Linked DNA regions of Mus musculus: region 2 is linked to region 1. A link is a contact called in public promoter capture Hi-C data. All regions are on one chromosome and are shown on one strand. The core of a region is the stretch at or near the end of the contact, and the rest is flanking DNA. Distances in the headings are between cores, read along the strand shown. Region 1 holds the start of Kif21a (kinesin family member 21A). Region 2 overlaps Slc2a13 (solute carrier family 2 (facilitated glucose transporter), member 13).

Region 1 (5,395 bases), core at 1,797-4,296:
TACAGCAACAGAGAGCAAAGTAGGGCAGTTAGTAACCCCTATCTGAAGATAAAGAATTAACCCATGTTGTATAAATAAAAGGATTTCGCTGACTTTCAACTTCTACCTCTTTGGTCTCTTCTCTCTTTCCTTTCTATTACTTCCTAAACTAACGATCCCAGCCCTCAGGACAAAGGAGGCTGATATAAGTGGCGCTCCCAGTTCCAAGCTAACCAGTGCAACCCAATGAGACCCTGCCTCAAATAAATAAAAAACATAGCAAGCTTCAGTAAGGCAAGAACACAGCAAACTGAACCACAAATTTGAGCAGGGCCTGGTGGCGCACTCCTTTAGGCCCAACACTCAGGAGGCAGAGGCAGTTGGATCTCTGCGTTCAAGGCCAGCATGGCCTACAAAGTGAGTTCCAGGACAGCCAGGGCTACACAGAGAAACCCTGTCTCGAAAAACCAAAATAATAATAATAATAATAATAATAATAATAATAATAATTTAAACTTAAATTTTAGTTATGGAGCTTAACCATATTTCAGGTGTTTGGCTGCCACATTGAACTTTCTGAATCAATATCCCTTCTCAATGAAAGACAACCTACAGACAACTCAAACACCAAAATATCCCCCGAAACAGAGTAAAAACCATTCTCCCTCAGCTAGAAACTTTCTGCTCAGCATCTTTCCCGGGCGCTTATTTTACAAACCCTCTAAGCCCACTAGAACACACGCACCTGGAGAACGCACTTGCTTTTATGAAAGAACAGCCCAATTCTCCACTGCTCATCGTCTCGTTGTCGTAAAGGAGAAAGAGGGCCAAATCCTCTGTTAATTCTCTGTCTAGACCCAACATTTGTATGCATTTACTTCTCCACAACTGGAAAGCAGACTGGATTGGAGGACCCGGGGAGTGTTCAGTTCACTCCCTCTCGTGGTGAACTCGCTCTCCTCTAAGATGTCCAGATAGAAATAGTCTGCCAAGGCTATTCACTTGTAATTGACCTAGTCTAGGATCGGGAAGATGCTGACGACCTTTTACACTGAGTAAAACGAGGTAAGGCATAGCCCTGTCTCTCACCTGCACAGGCACGGGGGTAAGAACCAGGGCTGCACATGTAAGCTTTCTGGGTTGTAACTCTCTTTCCGTCTATGCTATCAGTTTAATTTTGGAAGGTTGACTTAATAATCTTCCTGTCCCCGTCAGTAAGAAAGACATAAAAAAAAAAAAAAAAAAAAAAAAAAAAAAAAAAAAAACAGCTTTAAAGTCACAGATTATGAGGAATAAGCTTTTTACCTGATCTAAAACATGTGACGGTTTTACGACTCTTTACACACTTCCGTTGTAAAACATTTGAAATTTTTTATTCCCCTTTTCTGTTATTCCTGGACTATATCTTCCATTACTAGATGAGACTGTTCTTCCTATTCATCCTACTAGCTTTCGTTTGGCCTTAAAATATGAATCATGTGTGCATCAGGACCAGGGACGTGGAAGGCAAAGACAGGAAGGCCATTAAGGGCCAGACCTAATAAAACCGTCACCTCCATTCTATGGTAATTCCATTATCTGCAGAATAAAGGAATCAAAATACCTTCCCATTTCTTTTTATTCTTTTTTTGTTTTGTTTTGTTTTGTTTTGTTTTGTTTTTCGAGACAGGGTTTCTCTGTGTAGCCCTGGCTGTCCTGGAACTCACTCTGTAGACCAGACTGGTCTTGAACTCAGAAATCCGCCTGCCACTGCCTCCCAAGTGCTGGGATTAGGGCATGTGCCACCACTGCCCAGCTTTAAGACAATTAAAGACCCAGGACATGCAAAACTGCCACTTCTGGGCTTAATCAAGATTTGTCACTAAAATAACCATAGGAACGCTTACATTATGTAACTTTCAATTTTTCGACTAAGGCGCTGACAGATGTTTACGAATTCTGGCTTTCTCTGAAGACAGGCTCTCTTTATAATCTTTATATTGTAACTGAGTTAACAGTATACTATCAGAGCAATGGAAGCCATGCACTTGGTCTAAGAGGAATGCTTCATTAATTTTTCAGTGTGATGATGCTGCAGTTTTCCAAGAGCAACTGTCGGAGTTCTTGCGATGCATCAAAACAGCCAAACTACACCGAATGTCCATGTCACCGTCACTAACCACAACAAGGTGACACAGCCAGCATTTCAAAACTCAACCCCAGGCGTATGTGATGTCACTGTCAACATCCAAGGTGCTTAACTAACCTCAGGTTGTTTCTCCCAGTCGCCCATCTAACCCTCCGGCTGGCTGACGTTGCCTGCCTTCTCCAGACCTCCCGCGGGTGCCTATGTCCCGCAACACACTCCCTACCAGCACACCTGCGAGGCCAGGTGTCGCGACGCACGCCATCGCGGGGACCCGAGTGGGCGCGGGCGGCGCGCTTGTCACCGCGACGCTTTGTCTGCGGCTCCGAACCCAGCCGGCGCGGCAGGGGCTGGGCTGGAGAGGAGGGAGTGGGGGGTGGGGACAGACACCTCGGGCCCACCTGCAGGGCGGCAGCGGCGACTCCCGGGGACACCGGGCGACGCTCACCCGGAGGCCAAACGCGAGGCGTCCGTGCGTGCAGCGAGCGGCGCCCGATCCTCCGGGGTGTGGGGGTGCGGGGCAGCCACTGCTGTTCCCCCGAGAAGCAGCGATGCGACGCACCGGCCCCGGAGCGGGCAGCAGGAGAGTCCGCCCGCCCGCTCGTCCGCTTGCTGGCTTCAGCTTTCCTTCCTGTCCACCCGCAGCTCACCTGACAGCCACGCGCACCGAGCTCTCGTCCGCAGCGCCCAACATGCCTGCGGCCGCCCGGGGCTCAGCTCCGTGCCGAGCGCTCCGGGCAGGCGGCGGCGGTGGTGACGGCGGCGGCGGCGGTGACGGTGACGGTGGCGAGGGCTCAGCGCCGTGCTCCAGCCATGTTGGGCGACTGAATGGAAAGGTGGCGGCGCGGAGGCGCGGGAGGGGGCGGTGACTCAGGGCGGCGCCGCCCCTTGCCCCCACTCGCCAGGCTCCGCGCTGCCCTGCGTCAGCCGTGGCCGGTCCGGTGCGCCCCGCCCCGGCGGCACGGCCAGGCGGGCGCGGCACCGCGCGGAGGCGAGCCGACCCCCCCTCCCCCTCCCATCCACCGGAGGCGCGTCCCCGCAGCCACCTGCCCCCTCTGTGGCACGGACCTTGACCCCTTTCCCAAACCTGGCCCTGTCCTCTGCCCGATCTCTTGGGACGTGGAACGATTTTCCACCCCTCTGCCTCTTCAGTGCATTACTGTTCGGTCCTATGCACATGCAAAGTGCTCCGGGCCCTGGTACTGCCAAGCATTTCCACAACTGCTTTCCATGGAGGCGTGCAGCGTGGTAAATCCTTGCAAACGGATTTTCTTTCCCTGCTGGCCTTTCAAAAGCTCCTCCGGGATCCCGAGATTCTGTCAACAGTGTCCCATTGTGTGTTCTGCACGTCATCATTGTCCTTCCACATGCCTTTAGATAGCTCTGTGGAAACAGCCTTTGTTAGCTTTGCCACAGAGTATCTTTTGTGGACTGTTCCGTACATTTCAGTAAATAAACATGTGGGTTCATACAAAACAGTATAATAGATTAAATGTCGCTATCTAAATAAAAGCACTGGCCCAAGCAGATAAAAACTAAAATCACACACCTGATCGCCCTGCTCAGAGAGTGTCCTAGAACACAGTGTATATTGGGTTCAGAAAGAAGTTTGAACCTTGTATACCCATGGGTAGATGGCCTATGGTATTTATTCTTAGAGGCAGTCCTATGTACTTTGTTTCTTACCTTTAAATCGTTACAGACAACATAGGTGGAAGGTAAAAAAAAACTTTATAATGTCCCTTTGTGTGACAAACTGGTAACAAAGCTGTCCTCCGGCCTCTCCCTGGAGAGCCTTCCCTAGCCTCGATATTTCTCCACCAACATAATGGAGCCACATTTTGTCCTAACTTGACAGGTCCAGGCGTGGATGGATCTGGTCTGACCACCTCGTTTCTGCGATAAAGGACAAGAACAAGAGATCAACCTACAGCAACAAAGCAACATATATTACCTTCTCAAAGTCTTCACTTTAGATAGCAACAGTACCTATGTGTCTCAAAAAAGAGCTGTCACAAATCATGTGCTTCAAGAACTGGGCAGGTAGCTTAAGGAAGTGGAGGAAGCAAAGTCGAGAATATATAAAATAAAACCGAGAAGGCGGGCCCCTTCCTAAGGAAGTAGCTGTCCCCATTCTGCCTGGACTAGATCTACTGGCACCCAGATCCTGTGTGGCCACATTTTTGGTTTGGTTGTATGTTTGTTGTTCCTCAAGTGAAAAAGAAAAATCAAATCCTTATGTGAAAAACGCCTTAGTTTTAAAGATTAACAACTAATTCTGCATAATATTTACACACCATGCAAAAACAACCTCAAACTGTGTCTGACCATCTCTAGTCTCAAGCCACCAGATTGAAACGTCTGGCCAAATAGCATCAATAATAGCTAGGGCTTTGGGTTCATATTCAGGCAAAGGCCATGCATAACTTCAAATTCTAAATGCTGAATGTTCTAAAATCAATGCTTAATTTTGAATAATATTTTTTGAGATTTCTTTATAAGTAATATTTCCCTGTAACTCCTCTAATTAATAACCTTACATTAAAAAAGAAAATCCCAAAGTCGGAGCTTTTACCATGCAAGGGTTTAGATCCTGTTGAGAACATTTATTTACTGAATGCTTAGGAAATGGCTGCAGGGTGCAAACAGTGCTAGACACCAGTGATACAGAGAATAAACCAATGCCACGAATACAAAGGATTAGCTATTTAGTTCTGGGATTTGAAAGTCTGCAAGTACATTAGAAATTCCAATAGGCCTATAACAATTGCTACAGAGAAGGGTAAATTCTACGGTTACAAAAGCCCAGGGTGGGCTCCCAGAGTCCCCTCTTACCTCCATGCTAACAGCCATTCCTCTCATTCCGTGACCTGAAACTTTCCAATGGTGACCTACCACAAAGAGCCTAAATTCTTCTAGACTTAGGCCCTTCACACTCCGGACTCATCTTTAGTGACTCTGCTCCTTAACTACTGCTTTTTGGGGATGGGGTCTTCTGGTTCTGAAATACCATATATTTGTTTGCTTTCTGGGGGTCTTTAGAGTAGCTATTCCCTTTACCTGGAATGCTGTTTCCCAAGTCTTTTCATGGCCTCGGTTTTTTTGAACATCTCAATATCAGCTTAAGTGCCGTTTCCCCAAAGAGGCTTTCCTGACCACGCACAGCTAAGTAGCACCACTCAGCGAGGGCCAATTTACAGATTTGCACTACTAATGTAAAACCGTAATCTATAAATGACAAGTGTGTTAGGGATGTGAATAAAGTGCTATTGAATGGATAAAAATGTGAGG
Region 2 (5,395 bases), core at 1,799-4,298, 230 kb after region 1:
CCGAACTGAGCTGAGGACGCCAGAGCAGGCAGGTTTGTTGTTGACTGCGGGGGTTCCAGTGAGCCCTGTGGTTAAGCTGTAGGGCAGGGGACGCAGGCTACTACTGTACCTTACAGTCAGACAAGGATGATAATGGAGGCTATAATTCCTCAGCATTTTTTTCTGAGAGAAATCTTATGGGAATCCTCTCTTAAATTCAAGATTAAAACCAGTATCTGGGAAATACACTAGAACAGTCAATGAGCACGTTTCAGCTTCTTCCTTCCTTCCTTCCTTCCTTCCTTCCTTCCTTCCTTCCTTCCTTCCTTCCTTCCTTCCTCCCTCCCTCCCTCCCTCCCTCCCTCCCTCCCTCCCTCCCTCTCTCTCTCTCTCTTTCTTTCGTTTTTGTTTTTCGAGACAGGGTTTCTCTGTATAGCCCTGGCTGTCCTGGAACTCACTTTGTAGACCAGCCTGGCCCCGAACTCAGAAAGCCACCTTTCTCTACATTTCAGTTTCAATACTCCAATAATGGATAACTTTAGTATACGGCTCTCTATGGGATTCATTTAGCTGCACATGCTATGCACAGGTTTTGTGCTGGTTTTACCCTTATTATTCTTAGTAATGAGTGCCATTGAACAACCTTACAATGCAAGTCTAAGTCCTGATGCTTAGGAAGGATTCAAAACTTGAGATCTTATAAAACAAAAAACTAACAAACAAACAAACAAACAAAAAAAAACACAATTGAAAAAAAATGGAGGAAAGAGGATATGGGTATTTTCATGGAAATATAGCATCAGGATGCATATTTACTAATCAGGCATATAAAACTACACTTTCATAAATCATTAGCCTACAAATTAAAACATGAGCCCCAAAGTCTAACCAGACTGGCCACATGACCCCACTGTTAGTAGAACTAAGGGGCCAGGGTATTGACTGGAGGGAAGCATGGCTTCTTCCTCCCTGAGCACTCCTGACAAAAGCCAACTCAGGCCCTATCTAAACCACACAGTCCGCTGCCCACACTTTTTTTTAAGAGGTCAAATTTGCTCTCACATTTCTTTAAACCCATGTGGTACACGTAAGGGCACGACATGCAAAACTACTGAGAAGAGCGGTCTGGTGCCCTCTGATGCTTCCTACCTCACCTCATCAACGAAGAGCATTTTGCTAGTGAAAGTTTTAATGCATGGGTTTTTGTTATGCAGGTCGCTATAAAAAATGTTTCTTGGACTGTCAGCCTATACCGAGAATGCTTCATGTATGTAAGCATTGTCAAGAATCATCGGTGACAAGGAGTGCCTGTCATTATGCCATGAAAACAAGTCTGTGAGCTCAGTGAAACAGTTTTAGCTGTTAAAAGGTATAGAGCCGGATTCTCTAAACATACCACCAGCTTACCATTTCCTTCCCAAGAAAACAAATGTTTCTAGATCAGCGGTTCTCAACCTGTGTACCATGACTATTGGAAAACACATATTTATGATGATCTTAGTAACTAAAACAACACAGCCACAAAATTACAAGTCATGAAGTAGCAACAAAAGTACATTTATGGTTAGGCATTCCTTAAGACCACCGAGAATACGTGTTTACTGATGGTCGTGACCCACAGGTTAAGAACTGTTGTTCTAGATGTTCCAAGTAGGAGAGAAGATAACGAACCATTGGCGTCAGAGTACTAACTACAGCAATACTGTAGCAGAAGGTCCTGAAGACAGAGGAAAGAGGTTTGTACCATTCTTCACAGGTGTCATTCTTACACAGGTGAACATGATGCTTGCCCTTCTAGTCCCCTGGCAAGAGCCAGGAACACAGTGTTGGATGAAGCACAAGCCTGGCTTCTTGGGCCCTCTGGTATATATGGTAAAGGTAGGGGTATGCCCAGAGCATGCGATAGGAGGCCTGCTGGGGATGCATTAGAAGGGACTAGACAGATAATATTTTACATACATCACATGGAGATATGAGTACAGTGACTTTACATTCCATCTTTAAAAAATCCTATAGGTGCAACAACATTATGAACTAACCAGTACCCCAGAGCTCTTGACTCTAGCTGCATATGTGTCAAAAGATGGCCTAGTCGGACATCACTGGAAAGAGAGGCCCATTGGACTTGCAAACTTTATATGCCCCAGTACAGGGGAATGCCAGGGCCAAAAAGTGGGAGTGGGTGGGTAGGGGAGTGGGGGGGGAGGGTATGGGGGGCTTTTGGGATAGCATTGGAAATGTAAATGAGGAAAATACCTAATAAAACATATAAAAAATTATCCCAACTTAATATCATCACAACTGATAAAATCATGTAGACAAGGCAACTATGTGTGTGATGGGTGGAGGGCTGGGAAGGGACAGAACAAGATCTTTAGACTTTAGTAAACACAGGTTTGAAATCGATTTGCAAAGAACTTCTGTACTGTGCCATTACCCACCAGTGTTTCTCTAAAGCTGCAGTCTCTACACAGTTTTATTTCAAGGCTTTTGTTTCTGGGTCTGAAAGTGGTTAAGTGCTGGGCCCCATGGTGCCAGAATGCATGTCCTGGCTGGATAGATGACTCGGTGAATGGCACAGTGTCCTACATGGGTGAGCTATTCTCAGGCTTACACTCTGCTTAGGTGTGGGGCTCCAGCCTTCCCAAGGGGCATCTCATCAGCCCTGTTTCCGGTGCCTTATCATTTTCTGTTTGCTTCCTTGTTAAACGGGAAGCTGTGCTGTAAGGATTTCTATCCTGGCAGGCATGGGGATGCTCAGGGATAGAAGAATTGTGGGGTTGGGGGGCACTCATAAGCACTTGGAGACAAGAAGCTTAGGAAAAGAGAGCTCTCCCAGACACATTGTCCAGAACTCTTGTAGTGGTGAAATATGTACAGAGCTACTATGTACAGACAAAACATAAGCATGTAACTGCTCTCACAAATCCAGGGTATCTAAGGATAGAGTACTAGAAATAACAGTGAAAGGGCACTGAAAAAAACCATGCTCTTACCATAGTATGTAAGATACTCTGCTGTGTGTAAAAAGGTCAAAGAAACCAGCACGTTGAAAATCCAGTTTATTCCAGCTGAGCACGCATTTCCTGTACTTCTTGCCCAGAGAGGATAGATTTCAGAGTTCACGGTCCAGGGCATTGGTCCCATTCCTGAGAAGTAAATAATGAAAGCTACAGTAAAAAAAAAAATCACCTATGGGATGAAACACAGTAGCCTGACTCTTCCAAGAGGGGACAATGCAAATGCAAAGAGGTGACAAGGGGACAATGCAATGCAAAGAAGTGACAAAGCCTTGCTTACCAGGTGCAAAGAAAACAAGGTACAACACCAGGCCCACGAGTGCTGTCCAGGAGTAGGGGGTAGGGCAGAAACTGTAAGCCCAGTGAGCACCTTCAGCTTTGAACTTGGTTTCATTATCACACCTGAAAAACAGAAATCAGTTCAGTGTTTAGGACATAGCTGTAGACATTAATGTAATTATAGTGGATGACTTTGGAAATTCTTCAACGTCCTAAGGGAAAAAAGGTGAACATATGTTTTTATTTGTTTTTAGAAAATTCAAATCTTATGTCCTGAACATACATATGCAAATAGTCATATTAAAATGAGAATAAACTGTAGAGTATACATGTAAATCCACACCATTGGAGTTCAGTATAATTCGAGTGGATGGGTCATGCATTGTTTCTTACCCAACTGCCACAACTGAGAGAGAGAGAGAGAGAGACAGACAGACAGACAGACAGACAGAGACAGAGAGACACAGAGAGAGAGAGACAGAGAGACAGAGAGACAGATGGAAAGAGTGAGAGACAGAAACAGACAGACAGACAGACAGACAGAGATAGAGAGACACAGATACAGACAGACACTGCCTGGCAAGGGCTTGAAAACATCAAAGCCTATTGCCAGTGACACACCTCCTCCAACAAGGCCACACCTCATTCAATGAGGCCACACCTCCTAGTCCTCCCCAACAGTTATACTAACTGGGTACTGAGCATTCAAGAATATTACTGTATGGGGGCCATTCTCATTCACACCCAAATACAAAATACATTCAGTCCAATGCCAAAAATTCTTCATAGCCTTTTAGTGCCATTACTGTTTAAAAGTTCAAAGTCTGTTCTGAGACCCATGGCAATCTTTAAACTATACTTCCTATAGAATCAAAATCAAAAGAGCAAGTAATTTCCAATGTACAATGGCACAGAATATACATCACCACTCCAAAAGGGTGGAAAGAAAGCATAGTGAGGGAACACGGGTCCAAAACAACAGCAAAATCCAGAAGGGCAAACCCCAGAGTTCTGTATTTCTATGTCCAAGGACAAATCTCTCTTCAGAGATCCAACTCCTTCCAGCTTTGTTGCCTGCTACTTAGCTTTCCTCCTTTTGGGCTGGTCCACACCCTGTCTGAAATACTCCTTAGCAGGTATCTCAAGGGCCTGGCATCTCCAGTGTCTTGGTGTCTCCAACATAACCCTGGCTTTACCATCACAACCTCATTCTGGGATACCCCTGCCTTGTTGTAGGCCTCAGCAGCTTTCCCTAACTGTAGAGGGATATTCTACAACCCTTTTCATGTGTCATTCTTGACTCTAAATCCAGAACCACGTGACCAGAGCTGACAAGCTCTGCTGTTTGTTGGGGCTGGAACCTGGCTCTTTCCTAGAATTACATTTCCATAAACTTCCTGTTGTTTTTTGGGCCAAGGAAATCCCTTAGTGTTTTCCTTTCACAGATTGTTGTCAGGAGAGTATCATTCCTATCCTTCCACTGGGCAACAGGCTTTTCATTATATGTCTCATCTCCTTGAGCACAAGACTTGGCTACATTTCCTGGTGTTCTCTTTCTCTTCAAACTGTACAGTTTGTATCTTTCTTTGCCCTCCTTGCTCCTTTTCATTATTGATCTGTGAGAAGTGGCCATCAGGGACTTAGAGAGGGAGAGTTGGCCCCATCTCTCACCTCAGCAAAAAAAAAAAAAGGAGAGCTGGCCCTGGTGATGCGGGCACAGGAATGAGTGGCTGGCTGACCAACTTAGCTTCCACCTGGGTCCAGATTCAGCTTTTTGAGTTAACCTATTCCAATATCTACCCTGTCTATGAACTGCTAGAGCAACTGACAGACAGACAGACATATCCAAAGCTTCAGGATCACCATGACAGAGGGCAACAACAAGATATCTGAGAGGAGAGACCTGGTAAGGATTCAGTATTGATAGTGTAGTAGAAACCAGAGGCTTCAAACCAGACCAAGGACTCATCGCAATGAACATTTGCAACTAAATGCTGTATGGGCAAAAGGCTATACTGTACGACACACTGTGTCACACCACCGCTTACATGGCAAGATGTTTTTTGTTTGGTTTATTATTTTTTTTATTCTTTATTTTTGCTGTAGGGGAAATTGTA

The links. Promoter capture Hi-C pulls out the DNA fragments that hold promoters and counts their contacts.
Region 2: a contact with region 1 is called in a promoter capture Hi-C map of liver. The contact joins the enhancer-like site here to the promoter of Kif21a in region 1. A contact is called at or near these places in 3 of 39 promoter capture datasets (the 3T3-L1 cell line, 3T3-L1-derived adipocytes and liver), 3 of 484 Hi-C or Micro-C datasets (bone marrow-derived macrophages, liver and nephron progenitors) and 2 of 115 datasets of contacts at active chromatin or transcription factors (both in embryonic stem cells).

The regions. Positions count from the first base shown.
Region 1 is chr15:91,046,905-91,052,299 of GRCm38.p6, forward strand. Kif21a (kinesin family member 21A) reads right to left here and starts at 3,047. Exons shown (of 37, transcript NM_001109040.2): 1 at 2,755-3,047. The coding sequence starts at 2,798. Gm52215 reads left to right here. Exons shown (of 2, transcript XM_030248879.1): 1 at 1-1,044; 2 at 2,041-2,997. The coding sequence starts at 2,308. The coding sequence ends at 2,973. Gm36710 (a long non-coding RNA gene) reads right to left here and starts at 4,149. Exons shown (of 2, transcript XR_384343.1): 1 at 4,094-4,149; 2 at 3,819-4,000.
Region 2 is chr15:91,273,088-91,278,482 of GRCm38.p6, forward strand. Slc2a13 (solute carrier family 2 (facilitated glucose transporter), member 13) reads right to left here. Exons shown (of 10, transcript NM_001033633.3): 8 at 3,280-3,401; 9 at 2,976-3,128. Among named protein-coding and RNA genes, the nearest start is that of CN725425, 76 kb to the left of the region's middle. Within about 2 kb of position 3,049, at least 5 of the 459 cell types and tissues checked have an H3K27ac peak or open chromatin away from gene starts, as enhancers often do. A contact at or near this core is called in liver, where this site is marked.